Regions from separate parts of the Mus musculus genome. Here regions 2, 3, 4 and 5 are each linked to region 1. The links are chromatin contacts, called in public Hi-C, HiCAR-type and promoter capture Hi-C maps. All regions are on one chromosome and are shown on one strand. Each heading gives the region's core, a stretch centred on a gene start, on an enhancer-like site or on the middle of the called end of the contact. The rest is flanking DNA. Distances are from core to core; before and after follow the strand shown. Region 1 holds the start of Napepld (N-acyl phosphatidylethanolamine phospholipase D). Region 2 holds the start of Nub1 (negative regulator of ubiquitin-like proteins 1). Region 3 holds the start of Magi2 (membrane associated guanylate kinase, WW and PDZ domain containing 2). Region 4 holds the start of Tomm7 (translocase of outer mitochondrial membrane 7). Region 5 holds the start of AI506816 (expressed sequence AI506816).

Region 1 (4,844 bases), core at 1,548-4,047:
TCTTGCCTTTCAGGGGCTGAATTATGTTGGCAGGCTTGCATGGCAAGCACCTTTGCCTGGTGAGTCCCCTTGCTATCCCCAACACTTTTGAACTGTGCATTTCAGGTGATTAGGATAGTGAATTTTCATGTGCTTTTTTTTTTTTTTTTCCTTTTTCACCATAAAAAGCAGCAGCATTTCTATGAGAGTTGAAACTGTTCTTTAAAAAACCTTGAAACAAATGGAAACTATGGGCTTTTGCCAATAGTTGCTGACTAATGGTCCAAAACAGAACAACTAGCCACTGTTATCAGCACCCTCCCCTCCTTTATCAATTACCCCCGTTGTTTTAGATGAACAGAACAGTACAACTACAGTGGCGGATTGGGACTAAGTACTTGGGAGGTAGAAGGGAGATTTTCTCACGTCAAAGATAGTTAATTTTAAAAAGTGATTAGAATTTAGTTGTCTAAGTATCTTCCTGTCATCTCTTGGCAGTATACATGTGTTTTACATATTTTAAACAATTTTCTATTAATTCTTTGAGAATTTCATACAACATATTTTTAATAAATTCACTTCCCCCATTCTGCAACTCTTTCCCACTCAACTTTGAGATTTCTTTTTTCCCTTGCCTATATTTTTTAATAGTTAGGAAATCTTTGAGTTGGTAGCTCCATAAATACAGATCTGATATTAAAGTCTTCTAGAAATAATTCTCTAGTGTTGGCCTTCAGGAAAAAAAATTACATTGGTCATTAGCTACTTTTAGGGACTTGTGTAAATTTACTCATCTTTATTAAAAATGAGCAATTCAGAAAACGAAGAGTTAGCCTTACGTTCTGAGTGTTCCACTTCCTAAGAGAGACATAAATAGGAAAGGCAAATAAAACTCACTCAGTTCAGCAGGTCAGAGTCTAAAATTAAACCATGAGTAAAACGCTTAGGGTGCAATGTTCATTCTGTCCTAAGTGAAGGAGAACAAACTGGAGAGGGTTTGCTCTGCAGGATAGAATTTGTTGTACTGATTTGCTTCCTTTGGTTTCTCTAGGGAAAACAACGAATTCTTCCATAGTTCTGAAACTTCTGTAGTGTTTGCTGGGTTGGGAAAACAAACCTTACTGCATACTGTGATCCTTCCCGACACACACTGGCCTTGCTTATCTAAAACACTAGCTCCCTGAGGACTCCTCTCTCCACCATGCTAAGAGGCACTCCATTTTCATTTTCTGACTCATAGACTCATATCTTGTGCTGAGGTAACTACTCTGTGAACATGGCGGCATGTCAAACTAAACCTTTTACTTTTGTATGAAAATGCTATTGTGGTTGTGAAACCCAGAATATTTCTTCTTAGAAGAGTCAAATGATTTAAGCATTATTGTATCAGAAATTTATCCAAACAGCATGACAATGCAGACCCATTTTTTGTGTATATAAAATGTGTTCACAGTGACTGATGGAATAAGGGCAAGAAATGACATGTTTAAAGTTCCCTAGCAAGGATGCTAGGAATCGAAGCAGTAATAGCAGTCTGTCCTTTGGGGTTGAATTTGAAGTGTGTCTTCCCTTCTTTTTTAAAATTTGCTAATGCATGTCGAGAATTATTCAGCCCCACCCAGGCGCAAAAGAGCTATCAGGAATAAACTTTAAACTTTTGCTAGTTTTACACTTAAAACTAGCAAAAGGAAAACAATCAGTTACAACTGCAAACTACCCTGAGGAAATCAAGTATACATCGATAGTGTCCTGCAGTATTAGATAGCTATAGTCACTTTCTAAATGCATTATAGTTTGGTTTGCATATTCCTAGCGTATCTGTACTAATGCCTGGTCTTTCTTTTCTTTTTGCTAACACAATCTCAGACACAATCTATTTAGTTCTGGTCTATGAATATATCTCACAAAGACCTTCAAGAGTATTTAAACTGTCAGCCTATCTATTTACCATTGAATTCTGTATGACTTTGCAAGTTATCTCTTGAAATAATTTCAACCAGTTAAGAATTTCAGAATTGTAATTTTATGTTTTGATCTTATCCTGAGATTTCAAAAAGCCAGACATTTAGAACATTATATGCCGAAGGCTGACATAATTTAAAATGTAACTGAGTACACAAGGTAGTGGAGCCATTTATACTCAGTACTCACTATATATAATCAGTGTCTGTAACCGAGCTCTTTAGTCAAGACTGTCAGTGCTGTTGTACATAGTGGGCCACGACAGGCACATTGGGCAACCAGATTCTTCTGGGTTTAGCAACTGTCAAGGAATGAGCTCACGTGACCTGGAAGGCTGGGAGCCAAACTGGTCAGAGAGCTTTGCGGTATCAGTTCTGCTCGCTGCGCGGACTTTACCAAGATGGCCTCGAGGCCTCTGCGCCTCTGTCCTCCGGGGCAGCCATCTTGGTAAAGGCCAGGCAGGGGGTGGCTCCCGGTATGACCCGGCTGCAGCCTGGGACCGCATGGTCAGAGACGACCGCCACCAAAGATGGGGAGGCGGCGCGTGCTGAGGCGCTGCGTGCAGCTGTTGGTGTCCTCAGCGGAGCTGGGGTGGCCGGGCCGAGGGAGGAGAGACGCGGGAGGAGGGCGTAGAGCGGCTGGGCCCGCAGAGCCGAGGCCCTCAGGCGAGGAGACGCGACGCAGCGCGCGCCTGCCTGCGCTCCGCGCAAGGTGAGCCCGCCCCTTCGCTCCACCCTCGCAAGATGGCTCCGCCCCTCGAGCTTCCGCTCCGTCCAGCAGCCTCGCTTCATCCCGCCCTCTAACCAACTCCGCCCCCCGCCTTCCAGCGCCGCCCACCGGCATGGCCCCGCCCACATACAGCGCGCCGCCTTCCCGGGAACCTGAGCGCCTGCGGGTGAGCCTCCCTGCTGTTAGCCTGGATCTTCGCGGGAGGCGGTTCGGCGACCGCGGTTCCTTTTCGTTGGTTTGCTCCTTAGTCTCGATATCTGCGTGGAACAGCCTTTCTGGGGCTGTTCGGATACCTCGGTGAAGTGCAGCGGGTTTCGAGTAGGTTTCTAGCACCCAAGCCCTGCCTCCTCCTGGAGATGCACTTGTGAGTGGCAGGCTTCTTTTGAATTACCGCACCTCTGGAGTTGCGGAGCTTGCATCTCTGGATCCGCTTACGTGAAGAGCCACCGCGTTTTTAGGCGCCCAGAGGGAAGTAGCTGTATTTGGGATTTAAGATCTACCCTTCCTGCTGCAGACTCCCTGGTTACAGCTCCACGATAGGAATACAAGTGGGTGTATCTTCATTTGGTTGTATGTAAATGAATGGGGTCCACAACTTGCTCAGAGCAACTTATTTCAGCTTCGGTGTAGTATTTATGTCCTAAAAAAATCCATCCCCAAAGCATTATTGCCGTTTTTCTTAAAGTAAGAGTAACTTATTTAACCACAGAATGAATAAAAGTACGAGGCGGGATTAGAGAAGGATGGCAATAGACCTTTTTCTTTCTTTTCTTTTTCCTTTTCTTTCTTTTGTACTGTGTTTGCTCATTAGATCGGCTATTCTTGATGGCGGTTCATATGGACTCCTCTTCCCAAGGAGCGCGGTATGAACCCGGTTGTTGTGAATATGCGTTCAAGGTCTCCAGTGGAACCTGGATAATGTGTACTAACAGTCAGACCCAGAAAACATTAAGGGATTGAGAAAAGTCAACAACATAAAAAAAAAAAAGTCTGGGATTCTTGCTTTGCCCTTACTGTAGGCTGTTTATACGTTGTTATGCTGTGACTTGCATGGGTGGTTTTGGCTTAGCATGAAGTCAGAAAGCCACTTTTGCAACACACTTCTCTTAAATTAAGAAATAATTTTCATCTTTATTAACAGATGGACGTATAACAGTTCTGTTTTGTCACATTGGGTAGAAGTTAGTGGTAACAACATGATTTAGAAAGAAGTTACATAATCTTTAAAAGGGTGATTACTTGTATCTTACAACAGTCTAATTAAAAAAAATAGTTTGATTTTTGTTGTAAGGAAATGTTAGCTCTGTTAAAGATTTAGGGCAAAAATGTGCATTTAAAATCAGAATCTAAGAGGAATCGAGGGTTTGAAATGGGTGTAAGTCAATTGGAAATACAGTCATAATTTTCAAAGATTTTATTTTGTTAATATTTTTACAGGCTTCATCCCTTCACGAATTATATAGCAAGTGTCCAAGAGACAAACATCTCTAGTGTATTTATCATGTTTCCTTTTCCACCCACAATTCCAAACTCGATCAGACAGATTCTGATTCCAAAACTGATGATTTTTTATTTTTTATTTTTATTAGATATTTATTTACATTTCAAATGTTATCCCCTTTCCAGGTTTCCCCTCCAAAAACCCCCTATCTCCTCCCTCCTCCCCGTGCTCCCCAACCCACCCACTCCCGCTTCCTGGCCCTGACATTCCCCTACACTGGAGCATAGAACCTTCACAGGACCAAGAGTCTCTCTTCCCATTGATGACCAACTAGGCCATCCTCTGCTGCATATGTGGCTGGAGTCATGGGTCCCTCCATTTGATCTCTTTGGTTGGTGGTTTAGTCCCTGGGAGGTCTAGGGGTACTGGCTGGTTCATTTTGTTGCCTCCTATGCAAAACTGTTTTCTAATGTTTGTTCAGTGGGACTGTTTAAAGACATTTTAACGTAAGGGTTCTGTCATAAGGTCAGGGATGTTTTATTGGAAAAGGTTTTGGTTATACTTTAGTTCTTTGAGTCACTCCTACCTATTTGTTTGAAAGAAGTCTTATATTCTTTTAGGTATTTAGAAAGCCAAAGGGATTTTTGTGGAAATTTAGTTTATATTTTCACTTTAGTTTGTTTTCTGTGTGCACGAGTGCGTATGTGTATTTGTGTGTGCATGTATGCGTGTG
Region 2 (4,844 bases), core at 1,408-3,907, 3.0 Mb before region 1:
CTACCCCAAGCTGTTGGAGGGCAGACAGGTAGATCTCTGAGGTCCAGGCCAGCCTGTCAAAAATCAGTCAGGCAATCAATAAAAGAATTTATGTGGTGATGCATGCCTTTAATCCCAGCACTCGGGAGGCAGAGGCAGGCGGATTTCTGAGTTGAAGGCCAGCCTGGTCTACAGAGTGAGTTCCAGGACAGCCAGGTCTACACAGAGAAACACTGTCTCGGAAAAAAATAATTAATTAAAAAAATAAATAAATAAAATGAAAGAATTTACAGCACTGCACCATTTCAGTCTTTGTTGCTTTGTTTAGTTTGAGATTTGTTTGTCTTTATAACTTGTTTCTTGGTTTTGTTTTCGCTGGTACTTCTGAGAGCACAATAGCACATCTCACTAGATTGATGTTGAGGCTAAATCACTTTGCTGCTGGAAAACCCCAGGCCCAGGTTTATAAAACCACAAAATGAGCCCAGGCCAGAACTGGCATGAGACAACTGCCTACGACATGGACTCTAGCTTGTCTCACAATCCTGTGCTTCTTGTCCTCAGCACTTCCCCTTTCTTACACAGGAGGTGTGACATAGCTTCCACAGGGTGGGGGAGGCCACTGAGAGCCTGGGGCAGCTGGTAGTCAAGTGTTTCAAGGCTTGCCAAATCAAACCAAATAGGAAGCTGCTCACTCCTCATTGGTGAACATGAATTCCAGAGAATGGAAAATATGTGAATTAATAACTTAAGTTTCAGCCTTCTAAACAGAATCCACCTGATCTTCAAGCCAACTGTGGTGACTTAAGCATTATTCCATAACCATGCTTTCAAAAGGGTGCTCAGATCTGAGATCGAGAAACAGGTCATCAGGATAGCCCATGGAGTAAACATTGTGTGTATGCATGTCAGACAGGGCGAGAGGGAAAGAGAGAGACAGAGGGAGGGAGAGAGAGAGAGAATGAACATGCTGTGTGTTTTTACTCACAAGCTCACCACAAGGCACTTAGGAGCCTTACAAATACAAGTCTATTAAACCTCCAGACACAGGACTCAAATCTATAGAAAAAAAATTTTTTTTTTAATTTTTCGAGACAGGGTTTCTCTGTGTAGCCCTGGCTGTCCTGGAACTCATTCTGTAGACCAGGCTGGCCTTGAACTCGGAAATCCATCTGCCTCTGCCTCCGGAGTGCTGGGATTAAAGGCGTGTGCCAGCACGCCCAGTTTAGAAACTGAGAAAAAGATTACTGCCATCTCCTAAGGAGGTGGCAGGGATAATTTACTAGTACCCAGCTATTCAGAAGGTTGAAAACAGCCTTTCAGACTGTACCCAGTCCACTGTCTGATAAAAGAAGCCAAGGCTATCACAACCCTTCATCTGTGCTCCACACTGTTGCTAGGTCTGCATCACGTAATATTTATTTATTTATTTATTTAGGTTTTTTGAGACAGGGTTTCTCTGTATAGCCCTGGCTGTCCTGGAACTCACTTTGTAGACCAGGCTGGCCTCGAACTCGGAAATCCCCCGCCTCTGCCTTCCAAGTGCTGGGATTAAAGGCGTGCGCCACCACGCCCGACTAAGTTTTTTTGTTTTTGTTTTGTTTTTTTTAAAACCATGACAGAGTCTCACTACTCAGCTCTGTCCTGGAACTTACTATGTAGACCAGGCTGGACTTGAACTCACAGAGATCACCTGATCATCTCTGCCTCCTAAATGCTGGGGCTAAAGGTATGCCATGCCCAGATTAACATAAAGATTTAATGTTGAACAAAATTAAACCACCGGCTTGATTATAGTTTTGCTCGCCTTTAGCGAATTCCAGGACAACCAGAGCTACATAGTGAGTCACCATCTCAAAAAAATTAATTAATTAAATTAAACCACTGTATTCAAACCTATGAAAATCCAGTTACAGGTACCAGAATGACATGTGTTAGGTCAAAAGGAAGAAAATCTAACAGCCCAGTTTTCAATTTTAATTGGAGAACTGTTTCATGTGTGTTGCTGGGCGTTCCAACGCAGAAAACACGTAAATCATCAAGATCAGCGCTCTGAACCGAAAGTGAAACCTTAGGCATCAATGTTGAAAATACCACTTTCACTTGTAGATCAATCGAGATTGCATACAACCTTACGCACATTCAACACGTTCCCTCTCGGGGAAATGACATGCCATTAGGGCCTCCTATTTAAAAGCAAGGGAAGGAGGCGAGGACAAGTGTGGGTCCAGAAAGCTTGCGTTCTCACACCCCGCGTTCCGCTGTCAGCCCCGGCAGTCAGCTCATCCAAACTCAAGCTGCTGGCTGGTGTCCATCCCTTCCCCTCCGCCCCGCCGCGACCCCCTCCCGCTTCCGCCCCAGCCCGCCTCGCCGCGTCCGCCTGGCCGCTCCTGCCCACCGAGCCCACGGCCGCCCCGGCCGCGCTACCAGGCCCAGGCCCAAGGCCCGGTCGCTGCCGCAGCCGTCTCACCTGCGCCACTGCCGAGCCAGCTGCGACCTGCCGAGTGCCCGGATGCGGCAAAGGCCGCCGTTTGTTTTCATTCCGGGTGAGGCCGGCCCCGCCCCCGGCTCCGCCCCCTCGCGCTGTCCGGAAGGCCGGTCGAGGACCGGAGCTGCATGGAAGGGTGGGGCCAAGGGGCTTGAAGGGCGATCTGAAGCATCGAACGGAAGGAAGCCCTGAAAACGCGGCTGTGGGCGGGGCTAGTATTTAATGGGCGGGGCTGATATGGGGCGGGACAACAGAGTAGATGGAAATAGGGAGAGTGTAGCTAGGGCGGGGCTGACGTGTAAGGGGGAAGAGAGACAAAGTGGTTGGGGCGAGGGCCGCGCTGAGGGTCAGGCGATCTGTGGGCGGGGCTGGTAGTTTGCGGTGGAGCGGATGTGGGACCGGGCGAGGAGGAAGATGGAGGCAAGGGCCGACTGTAGGTGGAGCTGTTAGGTGGAAAGGCAAGGCTAAAACTGGTCAAAAGCGGTGGGAGGGGGTCTGCTGTGCAGGGGGAAGAGGCGTGGTGAGGAATGGAAGTGAGGCAATGCTAGTCTTCAATCACGAGGTCTTCGGACCACTCCCAGACCGAGTTTTTCAGAGTCAGAGGAAAATGAGTCTGCCTTTATTTATTCCCCAAAAGCCTTGACAGAGCAAGACCTGTTTTCCTGAACCTTTTCTCGTCTTCCCTCTACTAGGCCTAGGGGATCCCCTAGACTAAAGGATTCTCACACTACCCTCCACAATCCCACCAGGATCCCCGCTCATGGTGAAGTTAGGTACGCTACCCATGCCTCCCTCCAGCGGCTACTCCCACCATGAGTACAGTAGATAGAGACATCTGCTTTGCTCAGCGCTGTGAAAAATGCATGTGCCCTTATGTCTATGTAAGGGAACAATCCAAACGGGCATAAAAAAATGAAGACGCCGGGCAGTGGTGGCGCACGCCTTTAATTCCAGCACTTGGAAGGCAGAGGCGGGGGATTTCTGAGCTCGAGGCCAGCCTGGTCTACAGAGTGAGTTCCGGAAAGCCAGGGCTAAACAGAGAAACCCTGTCTCAAAAAGACCAAAAACCAAAAACCAAAAAAAAAAAAAAAAAAAAAGGCCTTTTTTTTTTTAAATACTATGAGAAAAGAAACAATGCTCTGGTGTTGAGCCCCATCTTGCTGCAGACTGTGAGAGGAGGCCTGAGCAAGCCTGCAGGAGCCTAAGCAACCAGGAACCCCAGCGAGGAGTTTGCCAATTGCCAGCCTGCCAGTGAAGCTAGATCCATCATTCAACACCCGCTTCCCACACACGTACTGGAGAACCCAGAGCAGGCCTGCTTAGTCAGTCCAAAAATGCCTGGCCTCACTGTGAATCAGGAACTAAACAAATTGTTATTATGATAAGGATCAGATTTGCAAGTTGTTTGTTATGCCCTCCAAACTGACAAAGCTTTCAGAACCAAACAAAAGAAAGTGACTGTAAACCCAAGAAAACTGTATCTGTAGATAACTGTTTCCACTCTAAGGAAATTGATTAGTTCCAGCACAATCACGACTATATAGAGAAACCCTGTCTCAAAAAACAAAGAAACAAAGAAACAAAAAACTGCCAGGCGTGGTGGCGCACGCCTTTAATCCCAGCACTCTAGAGGCAGAGGCAGGCCGATTTCTGAGTTCGAGGCCAGCCTGATCTACAAAGTGGGTTCCAGGAACAGAGAAACCCTGTCTCGAAAAACAAAAATAAATAAATAAATAAATTTAAAAAAATAAAAAATAAATAAAAGAAAAGAAAAAATAAAGAAAGTTGGGCTGGTGAGATGGCTCAGTGGTTAAGAGTGCCGACTGCTCTTCCAAAGGTCCTGAGTTCAAATCCCAGCAACCACATGGCAGCTCACAACCATCTGTAACGAAATCTGTTGCTCTCTTTTGGAATGTCTGAAGACAGCTACAGTGTACTTACATATAATAAGTAAATAAATATTAAAAAAAAAAAGCTGAGTAGTTGTGGCTCAGGCCTTTAATCCCAGCACTTGCAAGGTACAGGCAGATGGATCTCTGAGTTCGAGGCCAGCCTGGCTTTCAGACTGAGTTCCAGAAAGCCAGGGCTACACAGAGAAACCCTGTTTCCAAAAAACAAAAAACAAAAAAAGAAAGAAAAAAGAGAAAGAAAAAAAAAGAAAAAAGAAAAGAAAAGAAATTTCCTTCTTTGCAATTAAATCAGAAACTTACCGTGCAAAGTGAAACCTGAGTCTTACCTCCCAAAGATCCTGCTACCTTTCTTGTTTTCTGTAGATCGGTCTTTCTGTACAGGAGTTAAAGGTTTTTTCATGATGTTAAGATAGCATATATTTTCATTTTTAAAACAATATTGTGATACAATACATATAGTTTATAAT
Region 3 (4,844 bases), core at 1,050-3,549, 2.5 Mb after region 1:
TCACACAGTGGGCATATCCATTCACCCATCCATAAACCATCAACCCCTAAACAAACAGATATTTTAAAAGCATTAACTTTTGCAGTTGTTTTCCTTTGCAAACACCAATATTTTTTACCACCAAATAACGGTATTGGTCAATTGTAGTAAACTGAACCCTAGCCTTGAACTTCACATTTGTTATCTATTGCTATTATGTAGTATCGTAACCTAAAATGTAGCAACACAATTTTCTGAATTTGAGTTCAAAGTATGTCACTTTGGAAAATGCTAGGATAGTAAACCCTCTTCTTCAGGGTCATATAATACTGCATGTCTATATTAGATCATCTAAAATGACATACGATGGATACTCAATAAATCCCACTGAAGATGTTTTCTTCCTTGACAGCTTAGCTTTAGAGAAGTTTATGAACCTTTATTCTCTCTTGTTTACTTCGGAACTTTTCTTTTTACATGTTAATTTTATTCTGAAAAAAACAACTGCTCTATATAGTATTTCTTCATAATGGATCACAGCATGAAGAGCAATTCTGATACAGTAATACTCAGAATTTCAACACTGGCGCAAGACAAATAACAATAGATAACAAACTGTCATACCATGCTGGTATGTTTGAGACAGATCTGTCCTGTCCACCTGTGCCACCCAAGAAACTGCATTACCACCAGAGGAAAACAAAGGCACGCTACATTTGTACAATAAAGTCTTTTCTAATGAAAGTTTTCTCTCAGGACCACAATTTTATTTCAAGCAAAGACATTTTTTCAGCAAGATTCCAATCTCTCTAAATTAACTTCACAGCCTAGAAGAGACTTGACAGAAGCCAAGTTAGAACACAGGGAGCCTGGGCTGTTGACCAGCTTGCATCTCCATCCACCTCTATGCCACAAACACGCCCCCATGTCTGGAGCTAGAGGAGAGTCCAACCACAGAGAAATCCTAGTCAATAAGAAAATTCCAGTCAATGAAGAATACTTAGGGGAACCCTTGTAATGCCGCAGTCTGCCTCCCCTTCCACATTAGAAAGCTCTCCCAGCTCCCCGCTTCTTAATCTCTGCCCCTCCTCCTGCCTGCTGGCCAGGGGCGATCTCTAGGGTTAGTCAGTCTGCACGTGACTCACGGTGCCCACATGACATGACCATGGGCGGGGGAGAAAGACCGAGGAGTGAAGCAGGGAAAAAGTTACTGAACACTACCGGTCAAAGCGTCCAAACCAATTTGTCCCTTTCCTTCCTCTCCCGTCAGTGATCCCTAGGGAACCGCTACGGACCAAGGTGTCTCCAGACTAGTTTTGGATATCCTGCAAGGGGTCTCCACTTGCCCCAATATTCAGAGCTTCTCCCATTCTCTCTAGCGACAGCTCTGCACCTCAAGTTGCTCCATCTTCCTTTCTTCCTCCTCCCTTGCTTTCCTCCTTCCCCGAAAGCTCTGTGTCCACTGTGGACATGCCATTGGCGCACATTCTATTTGGCCTAAAGCTCAGAGGAGGTCAGACAAGGCCAAGCATCTTCCAAAGGGGAGGGTCCAACTGGGCAAACTAAGTTGCCTGCTACAGTACCACCTGGCTTAGCCGGCCAGCCAGCCCCCCAGTCCCGGTCCCCCTAATGCTCCGAACACAGTTACCGTGCTCTCTGGACCCCACCCCGCGGTGGCGCAGCATACACCCATCCAACACCCGCGCCCACCCTGTTAATGCCATCCCCACGCCGGGGTCCCACCGCCAGGCAGAGCACCGAACAAGCTGCGCTCACCTTGCTTGACACACTTGAGCCGGAGGGGGTCCTTGCAGTGTTTGATCACGGCCAGAACGTCCCTGATGGTGAGCCCCGCCACGGGGGTCTCGTTCACCTCCAGCAGCAGCTCCTCGGACACCAACTTGCTGCCGCTTTCATAGGCCACCTTGCCCGGCTTCACCTCCCCCAGGTAGGGGAACTGTCCGTTTTCCGCGCCCCCCTTCAGTTCAAAGCCCAGCTGGCCCTCCGGGTTCCTGCCAATGACACTCTCGTGGACTTTGCTAGTCCAGTGGCTTTTCTTTTTCAAGCTTTTGGACATGGCAGTAGGGTGAGTCGCCTCAGTTCCAGAGGGTCCTTTGGGAAGGAGGGTCTGGGAGTCAAAATCGGGATGGAGGAGCAAGGGGGCCAAGGGAAGAGGGTGGCAGACTTTGCCTTTCTCTCCCTCTGCTCCGCGCTTTCCCTCTTCTTTGGATGGAGTGTGGCGGAGGAAGGGGGAGGATGAGAGGGACGGCTGGGCAGAGGTAGGAGAGCTTGGGTGAGGTTGTGCTGTCCCTTGAATGACACTCAAGGCTTTGGCCCCGCAGCGGAGGAAGCTGTGGTGGCGTTGGCGGCGTTAGCGGCGGTGGCGGCGGCCGAGCCAGCGCGAGCAGTGGCCGAGCTGGTGAGCGGGTGGCGTGGGGGTGGGGAGGAGGGTAGGGATGCCGGGGGCCACTCCTGCGTGCTGCGAGTGGGGAGCGCGCGCGCGCTCGCCGGCCTCTGTGTTGTTAGCCGATATCCATGGCAGCTGCAGTGGCAGCGGTAGGGAGCGCGTGTGTGTGCGCGTGTGCGCGTGTGTGCCTGTGTACTAGTTGTACTGTACTGGCAGGATGCAAGCGGGCGGCGGGGAGGGGGGAGCGTTGGGGGATGCGAGCCGAGGGAGGAGGCGCGCGCACCGAGTGGAGCGCCAGGGAGGGCTTCGCCGCCGTCTCCCTCCCTCCGCGGCTTGACCCGGTAGTGAAGGCGCTGGGAGAGGCAGGCCCCGGGCCGCCCTGCAGCCTGCGGGAGGAGGCGGGAGCCGGGAAGGAGGGGAGCGGAGGCCCGACATGGGCAGGCCGGTGAAGAGAGCCGGGATCCCTGGGTGGACCTGTCTTCAGCTTCCCTGTGAGCCGGGCTGCTAGCCTGCAGGACGCCCCGACTTGCCCACACCCCAACACTGGACAAAGCAGAAATCCGGGGAACCCGATGCCGAGCCTGGTGGCCCATCTACAGCACAGTCTTCTGGGGCTCCATCCTGCCACAAGGAAGCTGGAGTTCGGGGTCCCAGCATGGAACTGCAGAGGGCCTGGCAGGCGGAGCCCGTGGAGAGACTTCACTATTGGCTCGCTCCACTTTTTACAGTCTTTCATTCCTCGCAAAGTTCTCAGAAGTGCCCCTCCGATAGAGGAAAGTTAGAGGAAGGAGTCTGGTCGTCCTGGATGCAAGAATAAGGTGAAATAACATCTGCAGAGCAGGGCCATGTGTCCTCTTGGAAGAAACTGAAGAGGATTGAGTGGAGACAGGATAGAGGAGGGCACCTGCCCTAGTTGAAGAGTGGAGAGGGGCGGTGGGGTAGGTGTTAGGGAGATAAATGGAGTAAGAGCCTAGACATATAAATGGTGAGTGTAACCTGGACAGGAGTCAAGTTTTAGGTTAATCAGACAAACAAGTCTGCTACAGGAAAGAAAAGAAGGCTCTTGGTGGAGCGCTGTACCCCCATCTAGCTCCTTCCCCTTCTCCAAATTTAGAGCCAGGTGGAAAGCTAAGCAGGACACAGGGGGCTGAGGGCTGCTGACTTCTCCAGTCAAACCCTGAGTGGTGCTTTTTGAGTTTCCGTAGCTTACATTCCATTTGCTTAACTTTGAAATAATATGTTTCAGGCAAAAAGAAAAAAAAAAAAAGGAACCACTCACCCACTCATCTTTGTAAATCAGAGTATGGGAAGGAATTATCAGCAGTTAAGAGCTTTGATGTCTGGGATGTAGTGTGGGAGGAAAGCAAGGCGGTTCAAAAGGCTTAGCTGACCCAGACAGAAAAGAGGGGGTGTGTATCCTGGCTCTGGGGCTTTTCAGGAGTGCCACGTTTAGCAGGCTGTTCCACCTTTCTCTGGTTGTTTCCTTTTAAATAGGGGTAACAGTACTAGTGGGGCCTGGTGCACTGAGAAGACAGACAGGCAAGGCAGGGAAGGGACTGCCCCATACAGGTTTGTTGGCTTTGAACAGTAGGTTCTTCCTCTTCAGCCCCACCCCCACATCGTGGAGAGGACAGCAAATTAGGTCAGAGCTGAAGATCTTTACAAAGGATGAATTTGCTTGACTTTGTGCCTTTTTCCATTTGAGAAAAGTTGGCTATGACTGGTGAGGACTACCCAGTCCTTGGCCTTAAGGAATGCTCCTGAGCCAGCAAGATTTCCATTGAAAGGCCAGTCTCATGAAAAGTTAGGCTGAGGATTATAAAGCACCATTCTAAGTGGAAAGTGATAGAGGCAGTGAAGAACAGAATTTGCATTTGTTTAACAGCAGTTACAAATTACCTCCAATGTGTCCGCTGTTATTCTAATTGTTTATCACGTATTATGGTTATATTATATAGTTTATATACTTTACAGGTGAGGAAAGGAAGGCACAGAGATAGATTGGACAGAGATTTATTTGTTTTATGTCTTACAAAGTTATGCACCTAACCAATGTGACAATAATTTTATGCATTCAGACCCTTGCAGGTTGTCGTCACACCTGTATGTAGTCACTGTCTTGAGCTACTCCCTCTAACCCATATTACTTAGCACATGTCATAGTAGGACTCAGTATAGTGTGACCATGGTTTTAGGCCTGTTCCTTTTGTGGGACAGAAGAAAAACAGGGAAGCAGCTGCTTTCCCTAGGAGGCTCACTCATACCATTCTTAAGCTGGCAGAGCCACAGAGCTCTCTGTCTGCTCCTAGACCACCCTATATTGACTTGTATGCAGCTATTGGAATCAGAATCTCTAAACACCTCTCTCTTCCTCCTACATAGTTTTTTATTTTGTCCACTTGACACACATTTATATTTTTTTGGGAAATAGAACTGCAATTGAAAAAATTGCCTCTGC
Region 4 (4,844 bases), core at 940-3,439, 2.1 Mb before region 1:
GTCATGCAGACACAGACACATATACATATACAGCACACAGCATGCACACACACAACACACACAGAGACACACACACACACCACACATATACACCACACAGATGCACACAAACACACACATACACACCACACAATAATAATAATAATAATAATAAACAGTTTTACAAAGAAGTGACTGAAAGATGGCTAAGGTGAGTAAGAGCTGAGTGCCCCTGATTCTCTGGCCTTTGTGTTCCTATTAGGATCTTTGCTGAATATGTTAGTTTGTTTTGTTATTGTTGGTGGTGGTGTTGTTTTGGTTTTTTGAGACAGGGTTTCTCTGTGTAGCCCTGGCTGTCCTGGAACTCACTCTGTAGACCAGGCTGGCCTTGAATTCAGAAATCTGCCTGCCTCTGTCTCCCAAGTGCTGGGATTAAAGGTGTGTGCCACCACGCCCAGCTCTATTGTGTATTTCTTTCTTTTCTTTCTTCTCCTTCTCTTCTTCTTCTTCTTCTTCTTCTTCTTCTTCTTCTTCTTCTTCTTCTTCTTCTTCTTCTCCTCCTCCTCCTCCTCCTCCTCCTCCTCCTCCTCCTCCTTCTCCTCCTCCTCCTTCTCCTCCTCTTCCTTCTTCTTCCTCTTCTTCCTTCTTCTTCCTCTTCTTCTTTTCTTCTTTCTTCTTCTCTCTTTCTTTCTTTCTTTCTTTCTTTCTCTTTTCTTTCTTTCTTTCTTTCTTTCTCTTTCTTTCTTTTCTTTCTTTCTTTCTTTCTTTCTTTCTTTCTTTCTTTCTTTCTTTCTTTCTTTCTTTCTTCTTTCTTCTTTTTCTTCCAGAGCAGAGGACCGAACCCAGGGACTTGCACTTGCTAGGCAAGCACTCTACCACTGAGCTAAATCCCCAACCCCTCTATTGTGTATTTCTAAACAGAGTATTTTGAGAAACAAGATGCATAAAAATTTCTGTTCTCATTTGGCTCATTTACATCACTGCATTTTAGGATCAGAGCACTGCTTTCCTAGTAACCATGGTGAACTAATTAGATGCTTTGCTATGGGATCAGCCAATTCACAAGTTTCTTATTTCAAGTCAATTGCAGAATTCGACTAAAATCTTGGCACTTCTGATCCTAGAGTCGCATTTTCTACACCTATGTTCTTTATTGTTGGTTTTTTTTTTTCATTGCATTGTATTAATAAAAATGTATTCTTTGAGGATGAATGCAGTGGGGCAGGAGAGAAAGACAGAATTAAGGAGACATGGGAAGTGAAAGGTGTCCCGTCTGGCTGAAGAATCCCACCAGCCGAGCAAAGACTCCCCTGACATTTAACAGCATTTGCTGTTACGGGGCAGTACTCCTTTTATACAGAACTATTTTCAACTAAGAATATTGAAACAGTGACCACACTCAAGGCTTAAGCATATCTGACTTTACTCCTTCCCAGATGTAAACTGCAGTTTTCTGGGACTCTCACACACAAAAGTCTATAACTTCCTTTATAGTAAAAATGTAGCTTAACTCCCATGAACCCCTTGTGCCCAGTGATCTCATTAAGTTCCTTGGCAGTCCTTGAGATGTAAGTCTAGAAGCCAGAAGTGTCAAAGAAAAACAGACAAATAAACCCAGATTTCACGCGAACTTCCCAGATTTGAAAATGTTGTTAAATGAAAAACAGAGAACGGGTGCAAAGTAGAAGGAAACCTGGAAGAGTGCCCGGTGACGTCCGGTTTTAGCAGCCATAGAAGAAACTGATTCTGGGATAGTAAGGAACTTAGCCAAGATAACAGAACAGTATATAAAATAACATTCCTTCTTTCTCAAAGATCATCGCTGGGATGTGTGCTTTAAAACTCTGGAAAGATGCTGGAAAAAAATAAAGGTAGTTGTAGATAAAAAAGTAGGCCTCAAGTGAGCGCGTCTGGCAATCTTCAGCAAACAGCGCGCATTGAATCCCAGCACTCGAGACGCTGATGCAGTAGCAGCTCCATGGGTTCAAGGGCAGCAAAGTCTTAAACAGGGAGCCCCTATCTGGAAAGACAATTCCCGCCCCGCCCCTCCAGGAAAAGCCGGATTCGTCCCAACAATAAAACAACAAAAACGAGGCGGGAGCAGTGAACCCGCAAGGCGGAGCTAGGTTGCTGGAAGGCGACGGATTACGGCCTCTGTCGGCGATGCCTCACGACTCCTGCCGTAAAGGCCCCACGTGGCGCATGCGCAGCTCCTCTCCCTTCCGGGATCCGGACACGGTGGTGGTTGTTGGGCTCCTCGTTCCGCTGGTCCGTCGTCGCCATGGTGAAGCTGAGCAAAGAAGCCAAACAGAGGCTGCAGCAGCTCTTCAAGGGCGGCCAGTTTGCCATCCGCTGGGGCTTTATTCCTCTCGTGATTTACCTGGGTCAGTGATTGAAGAACTTGGGAGGAGCCGCAGGGCAGGGGTTGGTGGGGTCTGAGTCTCCTTTTTTGCCATCCGGGGCTAGGAAATTAAACCCGGCCTCCGCGTTGTCCACGATTTCCGAGGCTGTCTGCCCGGGCTCGAAAAACCATCTTCCAGTTCCTTTTAGCTATTTGAGTAGTGTTTAACCAGTCACACAATCCCTTATATTCCCTACTTAAATCTGTAAAATAAAAGCAAGACCTTTCAAGATTGGTTTTAGGTTTATATGACCCCTAAAGAAAGATTAATCCTCTATTTGACTTTTAGAACGTTTCCCTCCTGTAGGTTAGCCTAAGTGGGAAGACGGTAACCAGGTTAAAACGTCACTGCCTAAAAGCATGATTGTGACCATTGGATGCCTACGCTTTTCTTGTATAATGAAGGATTTCGGTGATTTTTTTTTTTCTCCCGAAAGTTACAGACCCCATTTTGCAGGGAAAGACAGCCATAAAGTTGTACTTTCCTTGCCCAAGTGTCCAGGCAAATATTTTCACCTAGGGCTACACTCTGGAACTGGTTCTGTTCCTGGTTGAGTAGTTTTACAATTTTTTATCTTAATTGCCTTATTCATCCCGTAAGGTAAACAGCAGAGGATTTTAGCTCCAGGTCTCAGAGCTCTAATATGGAATCTGGCGTTTCTCATTAAAGCAGGACCCTCACAAGGTGCTGCTTCTCGTTTGTTTTACATGACTTGCATTATATAAGATAAAATACATTCATTTGTAGTCTTGGCAGAGCCTTTAACTAGGCTGGACATTTCTCCAGGCAGCTGTTGTACCTGTGAGAAGTATGTGAGCTGTGATAACCTGGATATTTTGATAGGACAAGTATTTTTCTTGGTGTTCCTAAGTATTACTGATGAGACAGTGCCTCATGTTGCTCAAGCTGGCCTTGAACTCCTGGTTCTCTTTTTTTTTTTTTCCCTACCTTTCCAGTGTTTGAATTACAGGCCTGCACCGTCACATACAGCTCTTTTCTCCTCTATTTTGAAAGAAAAGAAAATCTCAGACAGTGATATTATATAGGTATCAGATAGATAATTGTGACAGCTTACTTTTTTTGTTTGCTTGGGGTTTTTTGTTTGTTTGTTTTCGAGACAGGGTTTCTCTGTATAGCCCTTGCTGTCCTGGAACTCACTCTGTAGACCAGGCTGGCCTTGAACTCAGAAATCCGCCTGCCTCTGCCTCCCGAGTGCTGGGATTAAAGGCGTGCGCCACCACCCACTGCTGGCTCTACTTTTGTAGGCCGGGTTGTCCATACAGTTCTTTGAGCCCCGCTCCATTTTCATAGTTTGCCTGTAGGTAAGGCTGGGTGAACTCGCAATTCAGCCTCATCTATGGTGTAGTTGGAACTACAGGTGCACTAGGCTCTCCTCTTGAGATACACCTCTGCCCCCACCACCGCCAGATGAGCCCCTTTCATGCAGCCTAGGCTGGCTTGGCTGTAATTTCAAGCTCCTCCTGCCTTCAACTTCTGAACAATGTGTTAAAGTTGTGCACAGCTATGTCCATAGCTAGAAGCTGTAGCTACTTGTCAGAATCTTGGGTCTGAGAACTGGATGCTTCACATTGGTTCCTTTCCTGGGGCTTGTCATGGCATCCAGTAGGGAATTTAAGATTGATGCTGATAGGGCTGCCCTCCCAGCACTTCTGTGTATGTGCCTGTGTGCCTGTTAATCATTTATTCAGGAAATTAATATATATCATCAACAGAGTTTAAATTGTATTTAAATAGTAAAGGTATATTGCTCTAAATAGGTAGATAAATAATATTAAATTATTTTCCCTCCTTTTCTATCTTGAGGCTTGCTTTATCAAGAGAGTAGTTTGTGGAAGATAAAGTAAGATATTCTCAATTACTCTTTCAGAAAAGGTGTCATTTTCCTCTTTCTTTAAGCTTTTTGGAGTTTTCCAGTGTGATTTGGGACTTGTAATAGTCTTGGGAGTGACTGTAAAAGTAAGCCATGCTAAGATGATCTGCTAACTGCACAGTGGAAACAACTGTCCTTTCTGATGAACGAATGGTCATGGTTGCTGCTCCACTTTCTGGTGGAAACTAGAAACCTTCAGCAGCACAAGTCAGCTGAGACGGGTGTCCCAGATTGGATTGTAGACATTTTGTCTGCTGGACTCGTAATTGTTTCATTTGAAAGTTCTTATTTTTTTTCCTTCAGGATTTACAAGGGGTGCAGATCCTGGAATGCCTGAACCGTCGGTTTTAAGGTAATGCTCTTGAATATCAACATTTGAAGACAGATGCTCATATGTTAATTGGTATTAAGTCATTAGGAAGTGGATGACCCATAACGTCACCAGTCATTACAGTCTTGGGTTGTTAGAAGTATTGTGGTCTAGCCTAGCTTGTATTAATTATTGTGTAGCTGCTTTCCTTTCTTCCTCCCACCTTAAAAATCTTTACTTACTATGTTATAACCATAATGAT
Region 5 (4,844 bases), core at 1,354-3,853, 2.0 Mb before region 1:
TCTAGCAGAGTGTGGAGCTGGGGATAGACCGTCCCTAATCCTAACAGCGCGGAACACTGCTAATGCCCTGGAATTCCTGCAGTACACATAGTTCACTCAGCAACAAAAATTGCTGGGTTCTAGGGCATGAATGCTCAGTTACTGTGTATCAGACATCTACGTTACCATTCATAGCACTAGCACAGGTGAAATTTAGCTGGAAAATAATTTTATGGTTGGGGGGTCACCACAACATGAGGAACTGTATTAAAGGGTCAGCATTAGGAAGGTTGAGAATCACTGCTATGCATATACATGACAGAGTATTATTCCTTGGTGCCATTTCTTCTTCTGTGAGGTGAGCAAGATCTTGCTATCCAACCAGGTTGGCCTTGGTCTTCAGACTGCCCTGGGTCACAGGCATCCAGAACACAGTGACATCTACCTTTATTCAAATCTACTCCAGACTCTGGGCAGAATTTTTGGCTCTCACTAAAGAAGGAAATTCTTCTCAGGTGCTCACTGGCCCCTTAGGACAACTCTGCTTTGGACAGCCTCAGGTCCAGCTTGCTTCCATGGGGAAACACTGGGTTTGGGCTTGACTGAGGGATGTCTCTCATAGTCTCAGGCACTGGAATGCTTGGTACCCACACAGTGGCACTATTTGGGAGGCCTTGGAGGAAGTTGGCTCTAGAGATGGGTTTTAAGAGTCTAAAGACTTTGTGATTCCTAAATCTCTCTCTACTTTGTGCTTCCAGCTCAAGGTGTGAGCTCTCAGCTTCCTGTTCCTCCTGCCATGCCTTAACTCTGCCAACATGGATTCAGGGACTAAGTCCACACAAGCTCTTCTGTAAGGTATCTTGGCCATGGTGGTTTTCATACAACAATGGAAAAATGACCCCCACACACCTCCAACACTAGTCATAGTATTCAGCACAAAACACAAATTCTATCCTTCTAACTCAAATGGTCTCAACTCCATTTAGTAGAACACCTTAAATTTCAAAATTCCAGGGACAAATTGTGGGTAAAAGAAAATATTTGTAAAAGTAGGGCAGAGGGCTGGACAGATGGTTCAGTGGTTAAGAGCACTGACTCCTCTTCTGTAGGTCCTGAGTTCAAACCCCAGCAACCACATGGTGGCTCACAACCATCTGGAATGAGATTTGACGCCCTCTTCTGGTGTCTGAAGACAGCTACAGTGTACTTACATAAAATAAATAAAGAAATCTTTTTAAAAAAACAAATTAGGGCAGAGGATCCTGGGTGTGGCCCCACAATGTTTCTTTGGCTTGTAGACCACCCTAGAGGAAGGCATGGGATTGTGTGATTTCCTGCCTCCCACTCTTAACTCCTCCCCTTTGTTCTCTCTCTGGAGAACTCCTGCTTTAGAAGAGAATGTAAACTCTTCGGGTGATGGGAACATTGGTTTGCCTCATGAGTTTATAAATGTCTAGCAAAAAAGTCCCTAAACTCAGGCATCATGACTAAGATGTTCACCATGACATCCCTCACCACCTGAGTAATTCGACAGCTACTGAGCTACTGTGTGCAAGTCCTTAGGAGATGCTAGCCTTAACCACTGGGAGGACTCAATCCCTTCTTGTCAGTCATTATGCTAGGTTCCTGGGCTGCCTTAACAAAGCCCTTAATGGCTTCCACGGAATCGCCAGATCAGCGCTGGCAGCCAGAAGTCCAAAATCAAGGTATCAGCTGAACCAACTGCTTCTGAACACCACTGAAGGGATCTTTCCTGTGTCTTCCCACACAGTGGTCACAATCCTGGGCACTCCTGGCCATGTAGTCGCTTCTCTCCCTTCTCCTTTGTCACTCATTATCGGTTTATGTCTTCCTTTGTTAGAAGGACAGTTGCTTTTAGTAAAGAGGGTCCACCTTACAGGGTGGTGGCTCATGCCTTTAACCCCAGCACTGGGGAGGCAGAGGCAAGTGGATCTGAGAGTTCGAGCCCAGCCTGGTCAAAGAGGGAGTGCTAGGACAGCCAGGGCTTCATGGAGAAACACTATGGGGGGGGGGGGAGGGATAAAACAAACCAAAACCAAACAAACAAAAAAACAAGACAAACCCCAAAATATCCCAGCCTGATTCTGACAGGCACAGGTGCCTCCTGGGTGAAAATGCACAGCCAGTAGTGGGATTTTTAGGCATGGGGTCCTCTCCTTGTACCAGCCCCTCTTAAGAGAGTCCACTCCACTCTCCATGATGTCTCAGTTTTCTTAAGAGGAGGAAATTTCGTTACATATGGGTCTTCAAATAAAAATAAGCACAAAAGGATGTGGGTCAATTAAAAGTACCAAATTCAATATATGACTGAGAAGCACGGGGAGAAGAAAAAGAAATCCCCAAGTGATGTGGCTCCAAGATGCTCCTCTAACCTTCAGAGAGGTGACATATTCCACAGTCAGGCCAGTGAGTGGTACCGCTGCCCTGGGGTAGGGGCAGGCTGGGAGGCTCTGGTGCCGCCAGGGGACACGCTAGGGCCGGCGCTGGAGTCAGGCGGGAACGGGGGAAGGGGCGGGCAGGAGGGGCGCTGGGCCACTCTGGTTGGCTGAGCCCCGGTGCTCAATGTCCGGTCGGTTTTAAACTCGGTCCCGCCCTGGCGCCCTGCTCTTCCGCCGCGGCGCGCTCCTGGTAAGTACTCTCACCATTGCGAGTCCCAGGACCACGCCACGTGGCCTCGGAGATTTTCACGGCGCTCGCCCGTGGCGCGGGTCCCTGCCCATACGCGTCCCTTCTGTGTGGGACAGGAGATCGGCCTTGCGCTGCCCGGATTTGTCCCCTCCCAGGTGGAGGCGCGGCGTCCGGACGGCCCGGGTCCTGGGCACACTCGGGGCTTCCCGCCCGCCCAAGACTCGGATGACAGGGACATCGCCTATTTAGGAAGCGAATGAGATCAGAGCTCGGAAAGTAACAGGAGGCAGGATAATCCCAGTGTCAGCAAGGACAGGGGTAATTTCGCCCACTCAAGCGCGTCCTCGCCGCCGCACGTGTCCTTTAAATGCCGCTTGGCACAGAGGCTGGGCTTTTTGTTTTGTGCTCGTTTGTTTTAAGGTTTGAGGGTATATTCAGGCGGATACCTGCAAGCGAGTCCAGCAGGGACCTCTGCCTAAAGGACCTGGATTACCCTACTGCTGACACAGACCCAGCCTGTCTGGGTTTTGGGTCCTGGGAGAAATCTGAGCGACTGGATTAGCACTTAAGCAAGGCAACCTCTAAACCATGATTTAGGAATCGTGAATTGGAATTCCTAAGACCGGGTATAGGTGTTCAGCGAGCACCCTGGAGTCCTCCCTGTTTAAGAGGTGGCTGGTTGAGACACCAATTAAACGTAAATATCAGGGTTGGAGAGATGACTCAGAGTACTGACAGCTCTTCTAGAGTTCCCGAGTTAAATTCTCAGCAACCACATGGTGGCTCACAACCATCTGTAATGAGATCTGATGCCCTCTTCTGGTGTTGTCTGGAGATAGCAACAGTGCACTCATATAGAAGAAATAAATCTTTTTAAAAGATTATTTGATTATTGAGACAGATTGTCATGCTGGCCCAGAGAATATTTGTGCTCTAGGACCCTAAGTATTGGCATTTATGGACATAAGCCACTGTACCTGGTAAAGGGCATTTTAGAGGAAGAATAGGCTTGTGGGCTCTTGTAAACAAGTTCCCTGCGAGGTAGTTTTCTTTCCGTTAGAGGTTAGGGTTCTGCTGAGCCCCTTCGAGAGTGAAGGGCAGCATGAGCCAGCTTCTAAGGTGAGGAATTATTTTTCCCTTCCTCATTCAGGCTCAGGAGACACATCTGATGCTGCTTCTGGTTTTGAAATCAGAGACAATGTTTCACTTTCTTAAAGGAAGAGTACCGCTATTACCTGCAGTACTATTTGCCTCTAAACATTAAGAGTTTTTGGCTTCTGGGGTGGAAACAGTGGGAAAGATGGCCCAGAGGCAATAAAATGGACTCCAGCTGTCAGCAGTATGAAGATCAGAGCTCTGTGCAGGAATAAATGCTAGTCAGAGGCAGGCCTTCCATCATCAGATGCAGCTAGGAGCCACCAGGAAGGTCCTTTCTGAAGGAAGCTGTGGCTGCTGCTTGTAACAGTGCTGGTTCTTTTTTCTTTTGAGCAGATGAGTGCTGTGTCCAGGATGATCATGAATTCAAGGTATGTGTTAGATGGCAAGTTTGGCTTTCCAGGCATAATTCCAGGAACAGTTCTTGGCCAAGGATGAGAACTCTAACCTGACAGGATACGCTGCTGTGATGGGTTAAAGGATTTACCTGAGGCCAACAGAACAGGCAGGAATTTAATGCAGTCACCCCATGTCTTTTTAAAGTAGATGAGGGTTTGGAGAATGGAGTGAGAGGGCTTAGCAGTGCCAAGCCCGTTACCTTTGATTCTGGGACCTGGTGGAGAGAGAGCCAGCCCTCTAGAGTTATTCTTGCACCTTCATGTGTGTGCTAGCACACGTGTGTGCACACTCAAAATAATAAATGTAATAAATGGGAGCGTTGGTGAATGTTTAATACTTAGAGGGAAATATGGCTTTGCACTTAAAAATTGTGTTCAAGCCGGGTATGGTGGCGCGCGCCTTTAATCCCAGAACTTGGGAGGCAGAGGCAGGTGGATTCTGAGTTTAAGGCCAGCCTGGACTACAAAGTGAGCTCCAGTACAGGCAGGGCTACACAGAGAAACCCTCTCTCAAAAAAAACAAATAAAATAACAATTGTGTTCAAACATTTCTGGGTAGTACATTAAGGGTTCTGTTTATACAAAAAGATAGTTAATATCAACATAGTCTACACATGGGTGTGTTTCTTAATTATCTCATTGTTGCCGGTCTAATCATCTCTG

The links. Hi-C and Micro-C count contacts between places; a contact is called where the count stands out from the background. HiCAR-type assays count read pairs that join an accessible place to other places. Capture Hi-C pulls out chosen DNA fragments and counts their contacts.
Region 2: a contact with region 1 is called in a promoter capture Hi-C map of adipose tissue, with 2.9 times the contacts expected there. The contact joins the promoter of Nub1 here to the promoter of Napepld in region 1. A contact is called at or near these places in 1 of 115 datasets of contacts at active chromatin or transcription factors (embryonic stem cells) and 2 of 9 other capture datasets (adipose tissue and liver).
Region 3: a HiCAR-type map of astrocytes shows a contact between it and region 1, with 5 times the contacts expected there. The contact joins the promoter of Magi2 here to the promoter of Napepld in region 1.
Region 4: a Hi-C map of B cells shows a contact between it and region 1, with 6 read pairs. The contact joins the promoter of Tomm7 here to the promoter of Napepld in region 1. A contact is called at or near these places in 3 of 39 promoter capture datasets (liver, pre-B cells and stem cell-derived epiblast-like cells), 1 of 484 Hi-C or Micro-C datasets (B cells) and 1 of 115 datasets of contacts at active chromatin or transcription factors (large pre-B cells).
Region 5: a HiCAR-type map of astrocytes shows a contact between it and region 1, with 6 times the contacts expected there. The contact joins the promoter of AI506816 here to the promoter of Napepld in region 1. A contact is called at or near these places in 2 of 115 datasets of contacts at active chromatin or transcription factors (astrocytes and large pre-B cells).

What each region holds. Positions count from the first base shown.
Region 1 is chr5:21,699,349-21,704,192 of GRCm38.p6, reverse strand. Napepld (N-acyl phosphatidylethanolamine phospholipase D) reads left to right here and starts at 2,797. Exons shown (of 5, transcript NM_178728.6): 1 at 2,797-2,988.
Region 2 is chr5:24,683,628-24,688,471 of GRCm38.p6, reverse strand. Nub1 (negative regulator of ubiquitin-like proteins 1) reads right to left here and starts at 2,657. Exons shown (of 15, transcript NM_016736.3): 1 at 2,450-2,657.
Region 3 is chr5:19,224,501-19,229,344 of GRCm38.p6, reverse strand. Magi2 (membrane associated guanylate kinase, WW and PDZ domain containing 2) reads right to left here and starts at 2,299. Exons shown (of 23, transcript NM_001170746.1): 1 at 1,756-2,299. The coding sequence starts at 2,056. 4921504A21Rik (RIKEN cDNA 4921504A21 gene) reads left to right here and starts at 2,790. Exons shown (of 3, transcript NR_102342.1): 1 at 2,790-3,204.
Region 4 is chr5:23,841,490-23,846,333 of GRCm38.p6, reverse strand. Tomm7 (translocase of outer mitochondrial membrane 7) reads left to right here and starts at 2,189. Exons shown (of 3, transcript NM_025394.3): 1 at 2,189-2,363; 2 at 4,576-4,624. The coding sequence starts at 2,261.
Region 5 is chr5:23,710,426-23,715,269 of GRCm38.p6, reverse strand. AI506816 (expressed sequence AI506816) reads left to right here and starts at 2,603. Exons shown (of 5, transcript NR_015554.2): 1 at 2,603-2,628; 2 at 4,120-4,154. Gm50451 (a small nucleolar RNA gene) reads left to right here and starts at 4,209; the gene lies at 4,209-4,279.